Regions from separate parts of the Sus scrofa genome. Here region 1 is linked to region 2. A link is a contact called in public HiChIP or PLAC-seq data. All regions are on one chromosome and are shown on one strand. The core of a region is the stretch at or near the end of the contact, and the rest is flanking DNA. Distances in the headings are between cores, read along the strand shown. Region 1 overlaps PDE4D (cAMP-specific 3',5'-cyclic phosphodiesterase 4D). Region 2 overlaps PDE4D (cAMP-specific 3',5'-cyclic phosphodiesterase 4D).

Region 1 (5,278 bases), core at 79-2,578, 130 kb before region 2:
CACAAATATGTTTTTTGAAATCAATTTACTTGCCTGTTGTGGAGTTCTTTTCACCTACTTACTAGGTGTAAAGAATAAAATAATGCAAATCTCTGGATTACTCATCGCTGGATAAGTAAATTGTTACTGTACTACTAGAACTAATAAAATGAATACTGATTTATCATTAAGTGATCAACAAAGGTATATTTAATTCTGTGCTCTGTGTTTCAGGGAAAGTGTTTAATTCTTTAAAAAATTTTTTATTAAAGTATAGTTGATTTACACTGTTGTGTCATTGTCTGTTGTATAACAAAGTGACCCAGTTAATACATATATATATATATATGTATGTACATTCTATTTCTCATATTATCTTCTGTTATGTTCTATCACAAACGGTTGGACATAGTTCCCTGTGCTATACAATAGGAAAGTATGTTTAATTCTTTGCTCTGGGTTTCAAGGAAACAGAAATGAATAAGATATAGTCTCATCTCAAGAATTTAGCAAGATACAATTGTACCTAAGAAAAAGGCACCAAGAATCTTAGTCCCAGGATTGTGTCACAGAGAGGAAGTATAAGAATTCAGAAGAGCCAAAGATCAAATTCAGACAATAATAAGCAGTGATGGACCTTGAACATTTCCCACATACTATAGAGTTAGTTACATGGCCCACCTGGCTAGACTTTTATAATGTGGGAGTTAATGGATGATCACTACCTAACCTTGGAGATTTAGGATTGCTTCCAGCATCCCAGTAAAATAGACCTTTTCACCCAGAACCATTTGCTATTACAAAAGAGAGGTGAGTGCTTGTGATTTATTAACATTCCTTGCTCAGCATCTGGCACTTAGCTTGTGAAACTTGTGGAAAGATCAATGACCTCAGGGTTTAAGGGCCAGAGCTATAATCCCAGCTCTGTCACTTAGCTTCCTGTTTAAAACTTTTGTCAGTAATTTAACCTGTTTTTTCTTCAATAAAATGAGGATATTAGGTGAGATAATATCTAAGGACTCAGTTAAATCTTTGTATAATGTTTTACTGTTTTAAAAAATTCATGCTTCTAATTCCCTTTATTTTCTTTAGTTATATTCCCCTAAAAAGTGAATAAAAGATATACTAAGTTGGTATATGAATTCTACTTTTTCCAGTGTGGCTCTTGAGAGAATACTCTTGACACCATTTGCTGTTTTGCATTTTCAACAAAGAGTTAAAAGAAAATTCTGACTCCCCTGGCTAGTCATCTCTCCAGTTGGCAAAAGTCTTCATGTGGACTTGATGGTTGCCTGGAGCAACAAAATATTAGGGACAGAAACATATTCAGGGACTCGATTGTATAAGTGACTCAGAGCTGAGAGACCTTTTCCAGCTTGACAAGAGCCCATACTTAGCTAGAGAGGGTATTTGTCTATGCCTGTCCACACTATTCCTCTGACTTAGAGGTGCCTAGGATTTTGCTAAAATACAGAAATACAGAAACTAGCCTGGAAACCTGCAGTGGGGAGTTAAATGATCAGAAGGCAATCTTCTTCATTCAGCATACCATACCACACATGAACAATCACGTAGGATGAGTAAATATAAACAAGATGAAGAGACTGATCATGGGCTTTGAAGAGCAGATACCAAGAACATTATGAGAACTCAATAAAAATTTACTCTAAGAGCCACAATTCAAAGCCAGTTATCTCTTTTGAGTTGGGAGATCCCAGTGGAGGAGTTCCTCCTGAAAATCCTTATGCTTTTCCTTCCCTCGGTTGGAACCAGACATCTCTATGCTCTGAGCTAAAATGTGAATTTTTTAAAAGTTTTTCTGTTTGTAAAATCCTTAAATCCTGAGGCCAGCCCCTCTTGGTTTCATCCCTCTGTCTGTGTCTGCGATACCAATTACTCAAGCTTGTTAAGAGAGTTATTAGCATCCGGGAGTCCTGTCTTTTGCTTCCAGTCAGTGTTGCCTGGAGCAAGAATTAGAAGAAGATTAGTCAAGTCTCCTTCCTTGAAATCCTTTCTCTTTAGCTGTTTAACTAGGTTTCATTTTAATTATGTGTTCAGTTGGTGTTCTTTATCCAGTACATGTTCTTCCCACTTGCACATGAACAAGTTCATGATGATAATGGTAACAGTTATCAACTAAATTACTTTTTCTCCTACTTGAATATTTATCGAGTGTCCTTAAGATTGGAAGCTGACCTTCTTCGTGTGGACACTGTGATTTGTCATGAATATTCTTTTTGAGTGATTGGAAATATAGTCTTACACTCAAATGGTTTACAGTAGTAACTCTTAGGCTCATAACCATAGCAGCTGTTTGGAAACATGGCTTCAGATCACTTGTTTGCAAATGTCTTTTTCCATACAACCCTGCGTGGAGTGGAACCCATATACGTTACTTGACATGTGAAACACATGTGACCCTGGCAGATGATTTGGCCGACCTTGAAAACTACAGCTGTTTAGTCACTTTAAAAACAACCTGATACAAGTGATTTACTAGGCTTGGGCATAAACCATTTTATGCTGACTGATGGGAATTCTGACCCTTCAGGGAAAGGGAGGAAAAAAAGCATAAGACAACGGAAATGTGTCATCTTGGGTGTTAATATTGTCATTAATTTTAATATGTTTCTTTATAAAAACTGCAATGAAGACTGCTTAGTGTGATGAGAGAAAAGTAATAATATCCATGTGGCTTTATTTTGCTTTATTTTAAATAAATTTAATGAAGGAGTCCAAGTCTTAACTTTGTTTCCTCTCATCCATATCAAGAGCAATCTATAATCTTCTAAAAAGATCAGTGCTTCCTTATTTACTATAAAAGATGTTCCCTTCTTAAGGATTACATGGTGGAGGGTTAACATGCTCTTCCAAGGCAGTGCTGTGTGTGCTCCAGCTGCTGTATATACACACTATTTTCGTTAGACTTTTGTTCAGCTAGAGTGAAAGAGGTCTGAAAAATTATGATTTAATCAAGATAGAAATTTACCTCCCTTTCCTATAAAAGAGATCCAGAACAGGATTCAGGGGTGATATGGCTGAATCACCCATATCAGCTCCAAGACCATCAGGGACCTATGGTTCTTTCAAATTAATTCCTCCATCATCCCTAGGTTATAGGATTTGCCTCCATGTTCCAAAATAATTTCTAGAGCTCTAGCCATCTCATCTAAATGCCAGCATCAAGACAGAGAAAGAGAGGAAGAACAGCAAACCCCTACCTTTTCAAGGAGACTTCCCAGAAAGCCCATGTAGTGCTTCTATGTATATCTCTTGGACTCAGACTTTACCACATGTCACATTTAGCTCCAAAGGATACTGGGAAGTAGTATTTTTTCCCTGGCAATCCCCTAATTTGAGGATTTCAATCTACTTTGAGTAAACGAGGCCTTACCTAACCTCTCCTTCTTGTCTACCCAGTTTCTCTCAAATTCTTTGACATCCTGTTCTTGTACATCTTGGGAAGAATCCAACCCTCTGTCAGTTTCACAATCTGCCTTTTCCACTTCCTTACCTGAACTCCTGGTTCAGGGGGGAACCCCACATCACAATGCTTCAAACTAGCATTCCAGTATAGCTGGACCATCAGTTTCACTAGACATTTTGTCCTTGCTCTGCTCCCTCTCTCAGCCCCCTTGTGTTTATTCCAGACCTCCTCCCCATTTTCAAGGCCCCCGGGCCAGCAGCTGCTCATCACCTTTCAGCAAATGACCTCACTTGTTGCTCAGTTGATAAAATCATTGTCAGAACAGGAACTGTCTCATCCCTCAGATCCTCTTACTGCCATCCAGACCCATCCTTTGCTCCCTGCTTCCCATCTCAGCAGATGATGTGGTCCTTTTCCCTCCGGCTCTAAGTCATCCCTGCTTCTCTGCTCCTGACCCTCTCTCCTCTCAGCACCTCCAGGTCCTTGCTCCATCTATTTCCTTTTTTTGCATTTTTAACCTCTCATTCTCTTCTGGCTCTTTCCTTATTCATCTCTCTCTCAATCTTCAAAACAACGCAAAACAGTAGCAAAGTCTAGAAACAGACTCTTAGGGATCCTTTCTTTACTCAGTTCTTGGCGGTCAGGTTGCACTAGGGCCTCATCTCCTATTCATTCCTCAACCCGTTGCAGTTGGGCTTTCCTCCAGCTGCTCTCTTCATGGTTCCAGTGAGCTCCTACCTGCCTTCTCCTGGCTTGTCTTAGAGGTCTTCCTCTGAAACTCTCTCCTCATTCATTTACTCAGTGATTTTTGTTATGGCCACAACCACAGCATATGGAAATTCCTGGGCTAGGGATTGACTCCAAGCTGCAGCTGCGACAGGAGATGCTACAGTCAGATTCTTAACTCACTGAACCAAAACAGGAACCCCAAGCATGGAATATTGATTGAACACATTTTTATGGGGAGCCATCCTTTCCCAGGTGATGATGTCATTCTTCTCGCTGCTCTGACTACTCTTTCTCATTATCCTTCATAATCGGTCTTCCTCCCGTCTTCCCTTCTTAAACATGAATCTTCTGGATTTGACTCATTACTTTTCTCATTCTCTGCATCCTCTAGATGTTTTCATGCATGTCAGCAGTTTAATGCCCATTGTGTGAAGGTGATTTCCAAAACCCTACCTCTACTCAGACCTCTTCCCTAATTTTCAGATTCATTTGTACAAAAGCCCAATGCCCCATAATATTCTAATGTTTTCAAAACTGGATTCATCTATTTCTTTGCAAATCTGATTTTTTCCTATCTCAGAAGCATTTTTATTCTCAAGTGACACTTGGAAACCGTACATCCATCCGTGAAATAAAGTTTACTTTCTAAATAGCTCTCAAATTTGTCCTCTCCTATCCAATTCACTAATAGTTCCCCAGTCCAGGCACTCACCAGCTCTTTCCTGGATTACCATAGAAGTGCCCAAAATAATGCATTTAAAACTGTTGCTTGCATGTAGCATTTTATAAAAGCTATGATATAAAATTGAATGGAAAATAATGGAATATTAAACCACATTTGTAACATCAAAGATTAAGTATTATGTTTTATGTTTTATGAGAATGTTAAGATACACACACATACACACAAAACCATGTTGCATTGAAAATGCATTTCTTACTATAAATCAAAAAACTTGAGAGCCACTTTCTTAAACAGCCTGTCTCTGGTGTACTCTCCTTAGCTCTGCCTTCCATGTGCAACCAAATGGATGGAGTTGAAAAATTAGGTGTTCTGAAAATGTCACTTCCCTGCTTAAAACACTTTATCAGCCTCCAGATAAAAGCTGGTCTCCCTGGCCTTGGTACACAAGGCCCCTTCCC
Region 2 (5,228 bases), core at 1,335-3,834:
GCCTTACTGTCAAACATTTTAATATTACCGATTTGATACATTTGAGCAGTCTTTGACTACACTGATCAAGAAACATCACTACGTGCCTTACTTTCTAATGTGAGGTATGATCCTGATATTAAACCTTAAACTTCTAACTTAGTCCTAGAAACCGTGCACTACATGCCAAAATAATTTGTCCCATTTTTAAAGATGAGAAACTTAGGCTCAATATTAAACATGTCCAAAATCCATTTGCTTCTTAATAGGAAGGTAATTCTTTTTCTGAATGTAGCATCTCGGGGAGGGACTGGAAGATAGGAAAACAAGTGTATGTTCTCAGGCTGCATTTTCAAAATAGGTACTAATAATTTTATTTACTTAGTAATCTCTAGTTTCCAAAATAGCAAGAGCCATTTTAGCAAAATATCACTCCTAGAGGGGAATCCTGTTGTGTGGCTGATTCTGCCTTCTGTGTTCTCTGTGTCCAGTCAGAGAACCTTCCTAGCTCCTAGCTCCTAAAAAGAGTCTGATGGGATGGATGTCCTGGTGGGCTAGTAGTCAGCCTAGCAGGCAGATAGTGAACAGGGCACAGACATAAACTGAAGGATATTGGGGTCCATGGATGAGAAGACCAGATGACCAAAGGAGATCTGAGATTCTGAGATGGCAGGGGGTTTTTTTGGGAGGGGTGGTAGAAGCTTGGTTAATAGTGGGAGGACGGCAGCAGATAGAGAAGGTAGAGAATGAACTCAGGGAAGGTATAAGCAGGTGTCAGGATTTGCTTTCTGACCTATTATGGTGGTGTTGCCTTGGATATTTGTTTTCTAATTCGGGCAAAATGGGGAAGGGAGCCGGGCTTGTGAATAGGGCAAAGAGGAAAACTGAAGGAAAGAAAGATAGAAAGCCATACACTGGACTGAGAGAAGGAAGGGGAGGGTGGCAGAAGGACTATCTGACTGGATCGACCTAGGAGCAGGGCTGTACTTGGCTGGAGGACCATTTCATGTTTCTGCCCCTTTTCCACCTCAGGGTTCAGGGTGAAATCTGGTTGGAATAAACCTTTGGAACAGCCTTGAAGGAAAAAAAAGAAATCCCAGAGGGGTCAGTGTGAGGGTGTGAATGCTTAAGAGAGGACAGTTGTGGGATCGGGGGAGGGAGAGAATGGGCTGGAGTGGGGAGATTTATAGACATAGTGTATTGCATGAGGCGTGAGTCTTATTTAACACCAGTAGCTGGCGTCTCCTCCTTCACCTGTTGCCTCCTTGAGTCATGGCCCAGTAGCAGCATGGGTGGCTTGTCACATCCAGCTGCTGGGCCATCCCCTAAGTAACCTGTTGCCTGGGAGTCAAAGCACAAGCTGGAACAGGGTGAAGAGAGAGAGACTGTGTCAAAATAGGTATAGGTTGATTCACCAATATAGTGAGTGATATTAGATGCCAAGAGAAAAATGAAACAGAATAGCAGATGACAAATGTGAACCTTTATCTTGAGTCTGCTTTATATCTCCTAAATCCCCATGAGCTCAGCAATTCTCTTATGGTTATTAATGCCCCACACTGGAGTTGTGACCTTGGATTTTTTTTTTTTTTGTCTTTTCTATGGCCGCACCTATAGCATGTGGAGGTTCCCAGGCTAGGGGGTCTAATTGGAGCTGTAGCTGCCAGCCTACACCACAGCCACAGCAACGCCAGATCCAAACCGTGGCTGCGACCTACATCACAGCTCACAGCAATGCAAGATCGTTAACCCACTGAGCTAGGCCAGGGATCGAACCCACAACCCCATGGTCCCTAGTCCTATTCATTTCTGCTGTGCCACAAAGGAACTCCACCTTGGATATTTAAACTGCTTCAACTTCTCTGAGCCTTTGCTTTCTCTATAAACCGGAACTAACAAAATCCATCTCATGGGATTGTTAGGAGAATTTAAACAAAAGCTTAGGTCAAGTCCATAATATGGGTACACCCATCATAGGTACATGGCCTATCCTTAGTTGGGATGGGAACTATTTTTAAACTTAGAAGATGAACTTTATATGCTGCCATATAGGTAACCCAGTGCAACTGGAGCTTGAATCAACAAGCCTGGGCAAATGAGCTCAGAGTGTGCCTTTGAAATCTTGATCCCCATCGTGCTGATTTATGTGCCTCCCTAGCTTGCATGTGGGATCGCCCTGAGGTTGTTCACTGTAGTTTTAGCTTGTTACCTAGCACCCTTGGATAGCATATTTTTATTTACACTCTCACTGATCACTTGACCACAATTACTTTGAAAGAGTATGTATGAATGCAGCCACAAAAGAAACATTTCTCAGTTGTGAGGGTCTCACGTGGATCTTTAATCCACTTTGTCTAAAAACTGGAACGTTTCTTAGACTTTACTTTTCCCTCCACCAGAATGACCTCAGAGGCCCCTCCAAATGTTTTTTTTTTTTTCCGATTCTGTAGAATAGTGAGATTTTGATTATTAATAAGAGTGTCAAATATCAATCAACATCAGGTTACTAAATGTCTCTTTTGGGGTAAGAAGAAATGTGAACCAAAAATAGAACCCTTTAATCATCGCACAAATTTAAAATGGCAGTCCAGCTGAGAAACAGAGGAATGGATGAGATGACCTTGAACATAATTCCAGCCCAGATGGGCTAGTCATGGGTCTGACACTCGCCGTAGCCAGAGGGAAAAGAAATTCCCCGGCAGTGTAGTTGGTATCAGAGTTGAAAATGAGTCACTGAGTAGGTGATTGATCCCTTTCCGTTTTCCACTTGCCATCAGCCACTTTGCAGAGAAATCAAGCTTTAGTATACTTGATTCAAAAAAAAAAAAAAGATTTTTTTTTCTTTTTTAATTCCAAAAGTTCTTAGAGGTGAAAGAGATTTGTGAGATCACTTCACTTTCCTTCATTAAAAATGAGGTATTAAGGCACAGGAAAATTAAAGTGACACAGAACAAGAATCCTTTCTTACTTTTGTCAGGGCTTTTACTTTGTGTGGAATAAATAATTTTTGTCACTAAACAAGATCCTGTGTTCAGTCTTTATTGATATTATCACTTTTGAATGAAATTTTTACTTTGCTTTATCTTTGTTATTTATATTTGATCTTTGATTATTCTCTAGGCCAGATACCATTTTCATATGAGAAATAAATCAGGCATTTTTTTTTTTTTAAATTTTGGGTTTTGTCATTATTGTTTTGTATCTTTTGACTTCAGGTAACATAAGTCCAATAGTTAGGCCTTCACTAAGGAAATTTTGTTTTTGTGTAGTTACTGCAAGTAAACTGCTCCAAAGGCTTTCATAGACAAAATGAGGCTTAATATATGTGCATTTGTATTCAAATACATACAAAGAGAGGTAGATACGTACATACAAAAGCATATAGACATACTTATTGCCGTATACGTTAAGTAAGGCTGTTGGGTGTGAATGAGTTCCAGAGTTTACTGGTCCTATAGAGCAGTACAGAATGTTCAACACTAAGAATGAGAATGGTTGGGAAGCATCCCAGAAAAAGTGCTACTTAGGTTGGATCTTGAACATAGAAGGTTCATATTGGTTACTAATGAGGAAAGAGATGATAGTGCAAGGGCTGGATGAGGCAGGGTAGGATGGGACACTCCCTCAGATTGCCTTATTGTTTGTAGGTGTGGGTGAGGAATGGGTATTCTGGATGAAAGAGCCTGCCTGGAACAGAAAATCTGATTACAGGAACAGAGGCAGGTGTGAAAAGTGTAGATTGAGGCCCTACTGCAGAGCACCTCAAGTGTCAGATTAAGCTGTTTGGACAATACTCTGTCCACCCTAAAGAACCCTTGTGTTTTGTTTTCGGGGAAATGCTACAAGGAAAGTAACAAAATGGTTTTAGAAAGATAAATCTGATGGTGGTATGCAGGATGGATCACATTGAGGAGAAAGTGTGAAAGCAAAAAGAATCTGATAGGGAATTAGGCATGTAAGTGATGAGGGACTGGAATAGGATGGGAAGGAAAAGAAACGGATAGTTAGGAGAATGACTGCAGGAAAGGAGACTTTGCTGGGGCACTGCAGCCAGAGGAAAGTATGAAATTCTAAACTCAAGTAATAATAGAAGGAATAACAATTGGAAAATCAGGGAGAGAAGCTGATTTGAAGAGAGTGAGGTGGAAGATATGTCAGTTAAATCTTTAGACATGAAATTACATATCTAAATAGAAATGTCCTAGAGGCCTTCAATTGTCAGGACTGGATTTGTGGTGAAAAGACAGGCAACCTGGAAGTTGCCTGTATAGACCTGATGATTAGGGCCTTAAGGCTCAACTGTAAAATGGGAATAATAATAGTCCTCACAGAATTGTTATTAGTAATGAATGAGATAATGCCAGGCAAGTATTCTATGCTAGTCTTGGCAGGTAGTAGATGGTAAATAAATATTTATCAATATCAATCAGTATTAACTATTATTACTTTTAACTGTGGATTTTAGAGAAAGATAGTTTTGTGAATTATTAGAACTGGTATTCTGGAAGCTATATTAAAGTCGGTGACCTCGGAGCATAAAAAACCCTCTGAGTGATTTTAATCTAGACAAACCAGTCAAAATAACCATAACATCACTTATTGATCCAAAATTTTGATCAACGGAACAAGTTACCCTAGGGATAACAGCGCAATCCTATTCTAGAGTTCCTATCGACAATAGGGTTTACGACCTCGATGTTGGATCAGGACACCCAAATGGTGCAACTGCTATTGGAGGTTGATATGTTTTCTTACCCCAAATGGAAGTTCATATGTTCTGATTTGCATGCTTGCTCCTCTAGCTGTTACAGGACCAGCAGCAACAGCCCAAGCTATAATTGCTCATGTTTAGCTGTTGATCACTGTTTGTAAGACCTGGAGTGGGTTTTTTTTTTTAATCTAAATGGTTAAGGAAGTGGACTACTCTCTTGTTTGTTGTAATGTCTCTCATAAAACCTACAAGCCACACTTTGATTTCCTTTGCTGTGTCCAGAATCAAATCAACTTTGAGGGATTTATAAAGAGCTTGTGAAGAATGGTATTAGCTCAGTGTAAGTAAATGATCATTAGCTCAGTATTACTTCAGTGTTTTAAAACTGCATTCACCCAAAGTGGAGTGGACTTACGTAAGAGTGGAAAACATCCAGGAGAGGTGGGCTCTTAATTATGAAGAGTGGTGGGCCTCCTGAGGGGCAGAAGGGTGGACCAGATGTCCCAGAGGAGCTTTCGATCCTGGACGTATTCCACAG

What was found. HiChIP or PLAC-seq counts read pairs in DNA pulled down with a chosen protein or histone mark.
Region 1: a contact with region 2 is called in an H3K27ac HiChIP or PLAC-seq map of skeletal muscle. The contact joins two enhancer-like sites. A contact is called at or near these places in 13 of 47 Hi-C or Micro-C datasets (alveolar macrophages, blood, embryonic fibroblasts and 7 more) and 1 of 2 datasets of contacts at active chromatin or transcription factors (skeletal muscle).

The regions. Positions count from the first base shown.
Region 1 is chr16:38,065,996-38,071,273 of Sscrofa11.1, reverse strand. The region is part of intron 9 of PDE4D (cAMP-specific 3',5'-cyclic phosphodiesterase 4D); the gene reads left to right. Among named protein-coding and RNA genes, the nearest start is that of MIR582, 510 kb to the left of the region's middle. Within about 2 kb of position 1,328, at least 7 of the 83 cell types and tissues checked have an H3K27ac peak or open chromatin away from gene starts, as enhancers often do. A contact at or near this core is called in fetal skeletal muscle and skeletal muscle, where this site is marked.
Region 2 is chr16:37,934,462-37,939,689 of Sscrofa11.1, reverse strand. All of the region lies in intron 10 of PDE4D (cAMP-specific 3',5'-cyclic phosphodiesterase 4D), which reads left to right. Among named protein-coding and RNA genes, the nearest start is that of RAB3C, 530 kb to the right of the region's middle. Within about 2 kb of position 2,584, at least 3 of the 83 cell types and tissues checked have an H3K27ac peak or open chromatin away from gene starts, as enhancers often do. A contact at or near this core is called in fetal skeletal muscle and skeletal muscle, where this site is marked.